3 separate regions of the Mus musculus genome follow, and all the other regions are linked to region 1. Evidence: chromatin contacts called from public HiChIP or PLAC-seq data. All regions are on one chromosome and are shown on one strand. The core of a region is the stretch at or near the end of the contact, and the rest is flanking DNA. Distances in the headings are between cores, read along the strand shown. Region 1 holds the start of Rabif (RAB interacting factor). Region 2 holds the start of Myog (myogenin). Region 3 holds the start of Ppfia4 (protein tyrosine phosphatase, receptor type, f polypeptide (PTPRF), interacting protein (liprin), alpha 4).

Region 1 (3,035 bases), core at 359-2,858:
GGCACTGTGCTCACAGTGCCAAATCTCCCTATTCATCAACTTGGTCAGAAGGAGCAAGCGCAAGGTCATGGAGGTTCAACAGCTCTTCCGGTGTTAATAAGTGCGCAGGTCAGGATCCAGTTCCCTGGCTCAGCTCCATCCCTCCGCAAGGCCACTAACTTTACAAAATAAGTGGAGAACTCTACTACCTGTCCGAGTAGTTCTTATTAAAACGGACTTCCACCCACTCCACAGACAAGGCCATCAGAACACGCTCTTGCAGCAGACACTGCTGTATGTGACTCTCCACCACTTGAAAGAACAGTGGCTTCTTACAAACCATTTATAATGAGGGTCTGAAAGCAATTTAGTTTGTACTATCCAATAGGATCGCATGTTACACTTAAAAAAAAGGGCTCAGAAACTTTTTTTTTCTTTCAGTTTTCTCATTGGGGTGATGGTGGTTTAAGACACTTATTTTAAAACCCTACCATACGCGGCTCATACCTTTAATCCCTAGCAGTGGGGAGTCCAGGTGGACCTCTTAAGTTAGAGGCCAGCTGGGTCTACAGAGCAAGTTCCAAGCCAGCCAAGGCTACATAGGGAGACCCTGTCAAACAAACAAACAACTTAAACACACATACACACACACACACACACACACACACACACACACACACACACACACACACGGGGGTGGGGGACCCTTAGGATTCAGATTCCAGATTACCTCTTATCATCAGGAGTGTGCTTTCTCTTTCACTTTAATTAAAATTTAACTTTATAAACCTTTCACACACACACACACACACACACACACACAAAATCCTACATGAAAAAGTCCTAACTGCAAGAAAAGAATGGTTAACCTTCGAAATCTATTCGAAATGCCTCGTCCTGGGAATTGTATCTCGGGGGACTTAGAAAAGTTGGGTACTAGCAGTCACTCGGTGTGAATTCTCTCCACCAAACTTGATCCTGGAGCTCCTCTGGGGAGAAGCAAATGAGACAAGTAGGGACTGAAAGATGGATAAAAGCTATGGTGGGAAGGAAATCCAGTGATTCTTAGGTGCCCTGGGGCGACACCGAGTGGTGGCTGGAGATACACCTGCGGGGTACAGCAGGTTAGCCAGAGCTCCAGGAAACAGGGGGCTAGGGTTCGTCCCTTAGCTCGCGCAGGATACCCAAAGCCTGGGGGCGGGTGGGCCGCCTAGGACAGGCACACCCTCTGAGGGAGTACTCTGCGAGAGAGAACAGTTTAGGGGACCAGGCAACTGTGCCTCGACACGAGGGTCCCAGTCCCCAACCAAGCCAGTGGGCGGGGCCTCACGACGCGGGGAGGGGCAAAGACGCGCAAGGAAGGGCGCGGTCTCCGGAAACCTGGGAACCAGGAGCAACCCGGAGCCGCTGGGTCGCTCAGGACAGCGCGACTCTAAGCAGCATCAAGCACTTTCCTACCTGCCGGCGAGAGAAAAGAGCAGTCCCTGGCTGCAGCACCCGAGAGCCACAACGCTGGCACAGCACCGCCTTCCGGTTCCGGCCCTCGGCTGACACGAGCTCGTTCTGCAGCTCGCAGGGTTCCATCGCCGTGCCGCCACACCATCAGCCACAACGGCGCACGCGCGATCTGAGCTGGCTCACCCGGAACTACGCTGGCGCAGGTCCCTGGGGGCGCCCCGCCCGTGCCTCTCGCTGTACCTCTGCGCAGGCGTCTGAACTCTATTGCGCAGGCGCCTTTCTCTATTGCCGGACGGAAGTGTCAGGAGTTACTTGTGACAATCCTTTTTCACTATACCTGGTCTCCCAGGCGCCCTTAATATTGGCCTAAGCAAATCACTATGGCTAGCCTTACCACTAACTCTTGGGATATTTCCCTTGCCTCATGAGTAGATGGCGATAATTCGGGTCAGGTCACACCTCAGCAAGATTTAGATACAAAACAATTGCTTTCTATGTAAGAAGTATGTATAATGCTTAGTACATTTAGTGTTGCGAAAAGTGTGATAATATTAAGCCTAGACTAATAGTGGCCATTTATTAGGTAGCAAAGCGTTGCTTATAGTAATTTTGAAAACGTCATTTCCTTAGAGGGTATGCCCTCGGGCATAATACAGGAAGAAGGCTAAGGTTTGCAATGTGTATAGGACATCAGAACGAGGGAATTAAGCCACCTTACTGTTCTAGAATGCAGTCTTGCTCCCCTGTTAGTCCCACATTACATGATGATGGACATTGTGTATGTGAGAATAGTAACCTGAGAAGGTCATAGACTCAAATATAATAGAACAATTTCAGAAATGGATTAGGAAACAGCTGTCTAGGATGTTGGGTCTTTTATCTCTGTATTTGTTTTTCAAGGCAGGGTTGCTCTGTGTAGCCCTGGTTGTTCTCAGACAGATCTGGCCACCTTAGCTGGGATTAAAGGCATGCACAACCACTGCACACCCACTTATTTATTTAAAGATATTTTTTATAAGTGTTTGGCTTACATGTAAGTGCATTGTGTTTGCGCCTGTGGAGACCAGAAGAGGGCACAAGATGTCTGGAACTGGAGTTACTGACTGTTGTAACCTTCCACATGGGTGCCAGGAACCCAGCCCAGATCCTCTGAAAGAACAGTCATCAGCTGGCACTCAACCATGACTCATCTCTCCAGGCCCCGTAGGTATCATTTTAATTAACCATTTGGTTGTCAGGAATGAAAGATTTTAGACACAGGGTACACTAGAAAAGGATCAAATTTAAAGCTGGGCAATGGTGGCACAGCCTTTAATCCCAGCACTTGGGAGGCAGAGGCAGGCAAATTTCTGAGTTCGAGGCCAGCCTGGTCTACAGAGTTAGTTCCAGGACAGCCAGGGCTACACAGAGAAACCCTGTCTTGAAAAAAACAAAAACAAAAACCAAACAAACAAAAAAAGGGATCAAACTTAAGAATGGTTTGTAAACCAGCGACTAAAGCATATTTCTGCGTAGAGAGAGACTGTACTAATGAGATCGGAATGGTAGAATATGCCCCCTCAACACCACGGATCTGATGCATGTTAAGGAAACTGAAC
Region 2 (3,035 bases), core at 287-2,786, 200 kb after region 1:
GTGTGTGCTTGTGGGGTTTTAAAAGTGGCTATCCCTAGGTGAAGCCAGGATATCCTAGGGCACAGGGCACAGTTTTACAACACTGACTGAGTGATCCCCAGGGACCCCTGGGGCAGGAGCAGGCTCTTCTCTCTGAGGTCAGAGACCAGCAGGGAAGTTGCTGGAGGCTCTGACTACTCTTTAGCTGGTCAAGGCTACCGGGAGGCACAGGGTCTCCAGCCCACCATTTGGGGCCCTCAGGTCAGCAAGTTCCTAGAAAAGCTGCTGAAGGGTGATTGGGACAGGGCTTATGGTAAGGGTACAAGCCCAGCCTAGGTAGGGACTAAGGGATTTGAGCCATGTTACCAGGGTCAGGATTCACTTACCTCCTGGGTTGGGACCGAACTCCAGTGCATTGCCCCACTCCGGACTGCAGGAGGCGCTGTGGGAGTTGCATTCACTGGGCACCTGCATGCAAGACAAGGCCAAGGTCCAAGGTCAAGTCTACTGCCAGTCTCAGGTATTTCTCTCTGCCTGGGTTACAGGGTCAGTTGCCTACCCTAGAATGTTACCATAGACATCCTACTTCTAGGTCTTTCCTAGCTTCTAGGATGAGAACTTTGCTTTCATTTCGGCGGTGAGGGTGATAAACCACAGTATTTTGTTACGGTGGCTCCTGAGCAGGCCTGTGGGCATTCTAATGTGTTTCGTCAGGTCAAAAATGAAGGCTGTGGACTTGGGACAAAGCAGGTTTCTTAGGCCACTTTTCCCTCATTTTCACCTAGGCTCACCAAAGCCCTTACTGCAGGCTTGTTTCCGGGCCCCTTCTGTTCTCCTGTGCCAGTCCACCCTACCCCATCTGTATTTTGGAAACAGTATGAGCCCAGAAGGCCACTGGACAGTCTAGCCGACAAGGAAAGGGGTCCAGGGATCCCAAGGGCCCTGCTTTGCACCTGTTCTAGCTCTGGTGGCCCGGGGCTGACCAGGCACCTCCCTCTGGCCCTATCCCTGGATCTGGTGTACTAGCCACTTACCATGGGCTGGGGCCCGCCCCCGCCTCTGTAGCGGAGATCGCGCTCCTCCTGGTTGAGGGAGCTGAGCAAGGCCTGTAGGCGCTCAATGTACTGGATGGCGCTGCGCAGGATCTCCACTTTAGGCAGCCGCTGGTTGGGGTTGAGCAGGGTGCTCCTCTTCAGGGCCTCGAAGGCCTCATTCACTTTCTTGAGCCTGCGCTTCTCCCTCAGTGTGGCTGCCCTCCTCCGGTCCACCGACACAGACTTCCTCTTACACACCTTACATGCCCACGGCAGGCACTGGCCTGGACAATGCTCAGGGGTCCCCAGTCCCTTTTCTTCCAGGGGCCCTCGGGCTTCCGGGCTTAAGCTGAGCTCAGTCCGCTCATAGCCCGGGGGCTCGAAGCCCTGAAGGTGGACAGGAAGGTAGTTTTCCCCATCATAGAAGTGGGGCTCCTGGTAGAAATAGGGGGATGTCTCATACAGCTCCATCAGGTCGGAAAAGGCTTGTTCCTGCCACTGGCCCCCAAGCTCCCGCAGCCCCTCACACCAACTGCTGGGTGCCATTTAAACCCTCCCTGCTGGCATGAACCCAGAGATAAATATAGCCAACGCCACAGAAACCTGAGCCCCCCTCTAAGCTGTTGCTGCACATCAAGACGTTTCCAGTGGATTACATGTGATTCCCCTTCCCTCTCCTTTTGCCCCCACCCCACCCTGCAGGCCTGCCCCTGGCCCAGGCGGCTCCTGTGCACGGGTCGGGAGGCCGTCGGCTGTAATTTGATTAGTTTTCATTTCTCCACAGCCCCTGTGGGGCAGGGAAGGTGGGGGTGGGTGCATTCCCCCGTCTCATCTGCTCCTTTCAATTACTCCTACCCGGGCCTCCTGCCTACTCTCTCCTCCATGGTCCAAGGCAGCTGGTGGACAGGGCAGGAAGGGAACAAGAAAGGGGTTGTCTTGGACGGACGGGAAGGGGTCTTGAAAATCCACTTAGCCTTCTCTTTCCTGCTCAGCAGCACCTTAAACCATACTATGTCAGTCCCATGAGACCCCTAAAGACCTACCACTACCACATCAGGACCACTCCAGATTTGGGGCGTGTGTGTGTGTGTGTGTGTGTGTGTGTGTGTGTGTGTGTCCCTATCGTCCATGGAGGCAAAGACAGAAACCCAGAAGGGCAAATGGATTCAACTTTTGGGTTTCTACAGCTTCTTTGACCAGGTCTCATGATGTTGGGGGTAGATTGAAGTAAGAGAACACAGGGACTTCTTAAGTAAGGGGGGGGGCCTTAAGTAGTAGGGGTCAGGTGAAGTCAGTGTTTAGCAAGGATTAGAACTCACAGACTACTCTACATTGCCTTCTTCTCCCCTAGTCAAGAGCTGTTCAGTCCCCTGTCTGACGCTCTTTTTTAAATTATTTTTTATTAGATATTTTCTTCATTTACATTTCAAATGCTATCCCAAAAGTTCCCTATACCCCCCCTCCCCCCGCCCTGCTCCCCTACCCACTCATTCCCACTTCTTGGCCCTGGCGTTCCCCTGTACTGGGGCATATAGTTTGCAATACCAAGGGGCCTCTCTTCCCAATGATGGCCGACTAGGCCATCTTCTGCTACATATGCAGCTAGAGACATGAGCTCTGGGGGTACTGGTTAGTTCATATTGTTGTTCCACCTATAGGGTTGCAGACCCCTTCAGTTCCTTGGGTACTTTCTCTAGCTCCTCCATTGGGGGCCCTGTGTTCCATCCAATAGCTGACTGTGAGCATCCACTTCTGTATTTGCCAGGCACTGGCATAGCCTCACAAGAGGCAGCTATATCAGGGTTCTTTCAGCAAAATCTTGCTGGCATATGTAATAGTGTCTGTGTTTGGTGGCTGATTATGGGATGGACCCTGTCTGATGCTCTTAATCATCTCTTCTGTGCTTTCCCCTCAATAATGCCTTCTGGCACTAGAACCGTTTTGACTCTTTCCTTTCTGTAGAAGGGTCGATAAGGAGAAAGAGTCCTTTGCATCATTTGTCTGTCCTGGGCCACCAGGCTG
Region 3 (3,035 bases), core at 346-2,845, 150 kb after region 1:
GTACTTAATTAACAAAGCAAACAAAAACCCTAGGACAGTAAGCCTCCACAGATCTCTGCAGTCAGAAGCTGCCTAGAGGCAGAAGAAAAGAAGCACAGAGTCTGGAGTTCCCTGAACAAAAGATGCCATGGAGCAGGGGAAGTTGTCCTTGTGGATTGTGTGTCTCCCATTTAGGTTTACCCTGAGTGGGTGAAATAAATGTGGCTTAATTGTTTTCTGGCTCAACTTGTGAGTTTTTATGTCAAACTCCATGGTATGATGATAGATGCTATAGCCTCCCTTTGAAGTTCCTGCTGCCTCTGCTGTGGTCTTAGCACATTGCCAACACTTGGTAAAATGGTTCTTCATGGTTACCATGGCTGCAGTCTCCTCAGCATTGGCTGAGTTGCCTTTTCTGGCATTATTCATGTTTTGTTAATGGAAGGGTGTGAAGAGTCAAGGATTGCCTTTTTGTAAAAACTAGTCCACCTAGAGAACGACTGAAACTTGGTAGGCTCTGGGTTTAAAAACTGACTAATGTTTTTCACTTCTTGATGTATATATTCTTGTTCAGAGTGTCAGACAAATAACAGATTCAGCTCCTCTCAACCCCTATCAGAATTAATTTCCTTGCCATTTTCTAAAGATGAAAGGAAAATTGGATATATTGGGAGAGAGGGAATGAAAGGCTATGTTAACTGACCTCAGCTTCAGCCTTTATAGGACACTGTTGCAAGATGTGTATATATCTGTAACTGCCTATGTGCACATTGTATATAGAACAGTTCACTGCTGCTGGGTGGTGGCAGCACAGGCAGCCTGCAGAAGCAGGTGAATCTAGGAGATGGAGGCCAGCCTGGTCTACATAGTTCCGGAACAGCCAGGGCTGCACAGAAAAACCCTGTCTTAAAAACCTAAAAAGGGAGAAAAAAAAAAAAAAAAAAAAAAAACCAAACCCAAAACAGTTCTTCACACTCATAACAGTGCTTATGGGGTATCTGTGAAGGATTTGAGTAGGCACTGAAATGAAATTTCACAAACCAGATGGAAAAGATACATTAATAGCCACGGGGGCAGGGAAAGGGAACAATTCAGGAAAATCGGTTTAGCTAAAATTTGTCAGAATTTTGGCATTTGAGCATGTTTTCATAGGATGTATGTATCAGACAAACACTTCATTTTGTAGTAACAGCGTTAGGGCAGTCACATGCCCAAAAGCAAGTCACAATTCACTGAGGCACATACTACAATACAAGAGTATCTGGGTTTCCAGTTTCTCCACTTAAAAATATGTGAGCGAGAACAGGTGTGAAGGGCGACAGACGACTGGCCATTTAGGGAACAGACTAGACTTAGGAAGGTGAGTTCAACAGAGGAAAAGAGGGATGTGCTCTGCATTCCAAGTTTTAGGGCCAGAACATCTACCAGATTAAATGCTTGCCCTGCCCTCTCAGGCTCGACCAAGATGGCGCACAGCATCAAAGCAGCGCCCTTGTCACGTGCGAACCAGGGCTGGGGAGCGCCCGGGCGTGGGGGCGTGGCCTCGGGGGATATGGCCAGGCCCCGCCCTTAGGGGTGGGGCCAGGGTATCCGCGGAGGAAGGGGGCGGGTCCTTGAGGCCACGGTACTGGGCGGTGGAGGCTGCAGCTACCTTTGCAGGCTTGCCTCTAGGACGCCTCGCGCTGCCGAGGTCGGGGGCGGCGCCCTGCTACCGCTGGGCCTTCGGCGATTCCACGCAGGTGAGCACCCACAGCCACTCCGCGGGGAAGGATACCCCTTTTCCCAGCTCCAGCTCCCCTGAACAGTTTGAGGAGGAGTCTCTGTTAGTGCGCCTTGGGAAACAGCCTCTTCTGGTCTGGATGTATCTCTGCGGGGCGCGGAATTCGTTGCCCCTCGCCTTTGCTGTGCCCTGTGCCCTTGGGGATGAGGATGGGGGTCGATGCCCGTTTTGCAGGGAGGGCGTGGAGTTCGCCCTCAGCTCCATCCTCTCTCTGGGAGGGGGCAGCCGGGTGGACTGCGCCCCCTCATCCTCTCCAGGAGAGTCAGAGCAAAAGCGCCTCTGGGCTTGGGGGCCAACTCTGCTTCTTTGGGCGAGCGCTGGTGAGAGGCTGAAGTCTTCGATCTTCCCGGGGGTCTTCCTCCTTCCCGCATGCCTCTTTTCGCCCTTGGTTACTATCGCCAGCTCTGCATTCCTTCAACTGTCAGGCTGTACCAGAGATGCCCCCATCTCCGCAGTGCTGGGGCGGTGGGGTGGAAGGAATGGCCAGCCGAGGGCCTGGTTGGGGGTGGGGATGAGGGTGGGCGCAACAGGAAAAGAGGTTCGTAATAGAGATTACTGAACTGGGGTGGGGGTGGGAATGATAGGGTTGATTAGTGAACACAGTAGGGGTATTTCCCAGCACGGGTGTTGAGGGTTTTATGATTGGTAGGAAGGGAGGTTGGCCTGGAGGACTTGGAAATATGTTGTAGGTGGTTTCTCTGAGAAGGAGGAGGGATCTAGCACTAAGTGCCACTAGGTGCTGATGTCACCTTTGAGGAGAGATGTGTTGGAGAGGAGGAGAGTTGAGGCAGCTCCTCAGTACTTGTTCGTGGAGAGCAAGTGGTTAAGGGGGCTGTGCTTAGCCTGATGAGTCCCTCCTGGTGTGAGCTTAAGAAGGCTGTTCCAGGAGCCAGGTTTCAGGGACTCCCTGCAGTCCTTTCCAGACTTGTTGGAATTGGCTCTTAGTACTTTATTCAATATTGAGTAAACATTTATTGGGCACCTACTACATGCCAGACACCATACTAGAGAGATAGATACTTGCCTATCCAAAAGCTGTTAAAGGCCATGGAGCAGGTAGATGGTACCCGAAATAGGCACACATTCCCCTATATACATTTTAGTTATCCTGTTAGTGGAATGGCAGAAACAAAACAAAACAAAAAAGCCAACCGGATCTTAACCCACAGAATCCACACCTCTGTTAACTGGCCAGATAGTCTTTAGTAAAAATGACAGCTTGAATGGTTTATATTGGCTATTTTCTTAGATTTGGGGCTAAGATTTGAGGAGGCTT

What was found. HiChIP or PLAC-seq counts read pairs in DNA pulled down with a chosen protein or histone mark.
Region 2: an H3K27ac HiChIP or PLAC-seq map of embryonic stem cells shows a contact between it and region 1, with 5 read pairs. The contact joins the promoter of Myog here to the promoter of Rabif in region 1. A contact is called at or near these places in 1 of 115 datasets of contacts at active chromatin or transcription factors (embryonic stem cells) and 1 of 9 other capture datasets (adipose tissue).
Region 3: a contact with region 1 is called in an H3K27ac HiChIP or PLAC-seq map of embryonic stem cells, with 4 times the contacts expected there. The contact joins the promoter of Ppfia4 here to the promoter of Rabif in region 1. A contact is called at or near these places in 20 of 39 promoter capture datasets (the 3T3-L1 cell line, the C10 cell line, the HPC-7 cell line and 13 more), 8 of 484 Hi-C or Micro-C datasets (the MNK3 cell line, differentiating embryonic stem cells, embryonic stem cells and 2 more), 15 of 115 datasets of contacts at active chromatin or transcription factors (the HPC-7 cell line, embryonic fibroblasts, embryonic stem cells and 3 more) and 4 of 9 other capture datasets (adipose tissue, embryonic stem cells, liver and 1 more).

What each region holds. Positions count from the first base shown.
Region 1 is chr1:134,493,212-134,496,246 of GRCm38.p6, reverse strand. It overlaps Rabif (RAB interacting factor), which reads right to left and starts at 1,608. Exons shown (of 2, transcript NM_145510.2): 1 at 1,438-1,608. The coding sequence starts at 1,563.
Region 2 is chr1:134,288,505-134,291,539 of GRCm38.p6, reverse strand. It overlaps Myog (myogenin), which reads right to left and starts at 1,536. Exons shown (of 3, transcript NM_031189.2): 1 at 1,014-1,536; 2 at 366-447. The coding sequence starts at 1,484. Myoparr (myogenin promoter-associated myogenic regulatory antisense lncRNA) reads left to right here and starts at 1,779. Exons shown (of 1, transcript NR_160520.1): 1 at 1,779-2,945.
Region 3 is chr1:134,343,276-134,346,310 of GRCm38.p6, reverse strand. Ppfia4 (protein tyrosine phosphatase, receptor type, f polypeptide (PTPRF), interacting protein (liprin), alpha 4) reads left to right here and starts at 1,595. Exons shown (of 29, transcript NM_001374777.1): 1 at 1,595-1,718. It overlaps Tmem183a (transmembrane protein 183A), which reads left to right. Exons shown (of 8, transcript NM_020588.2): 8 at 1-214.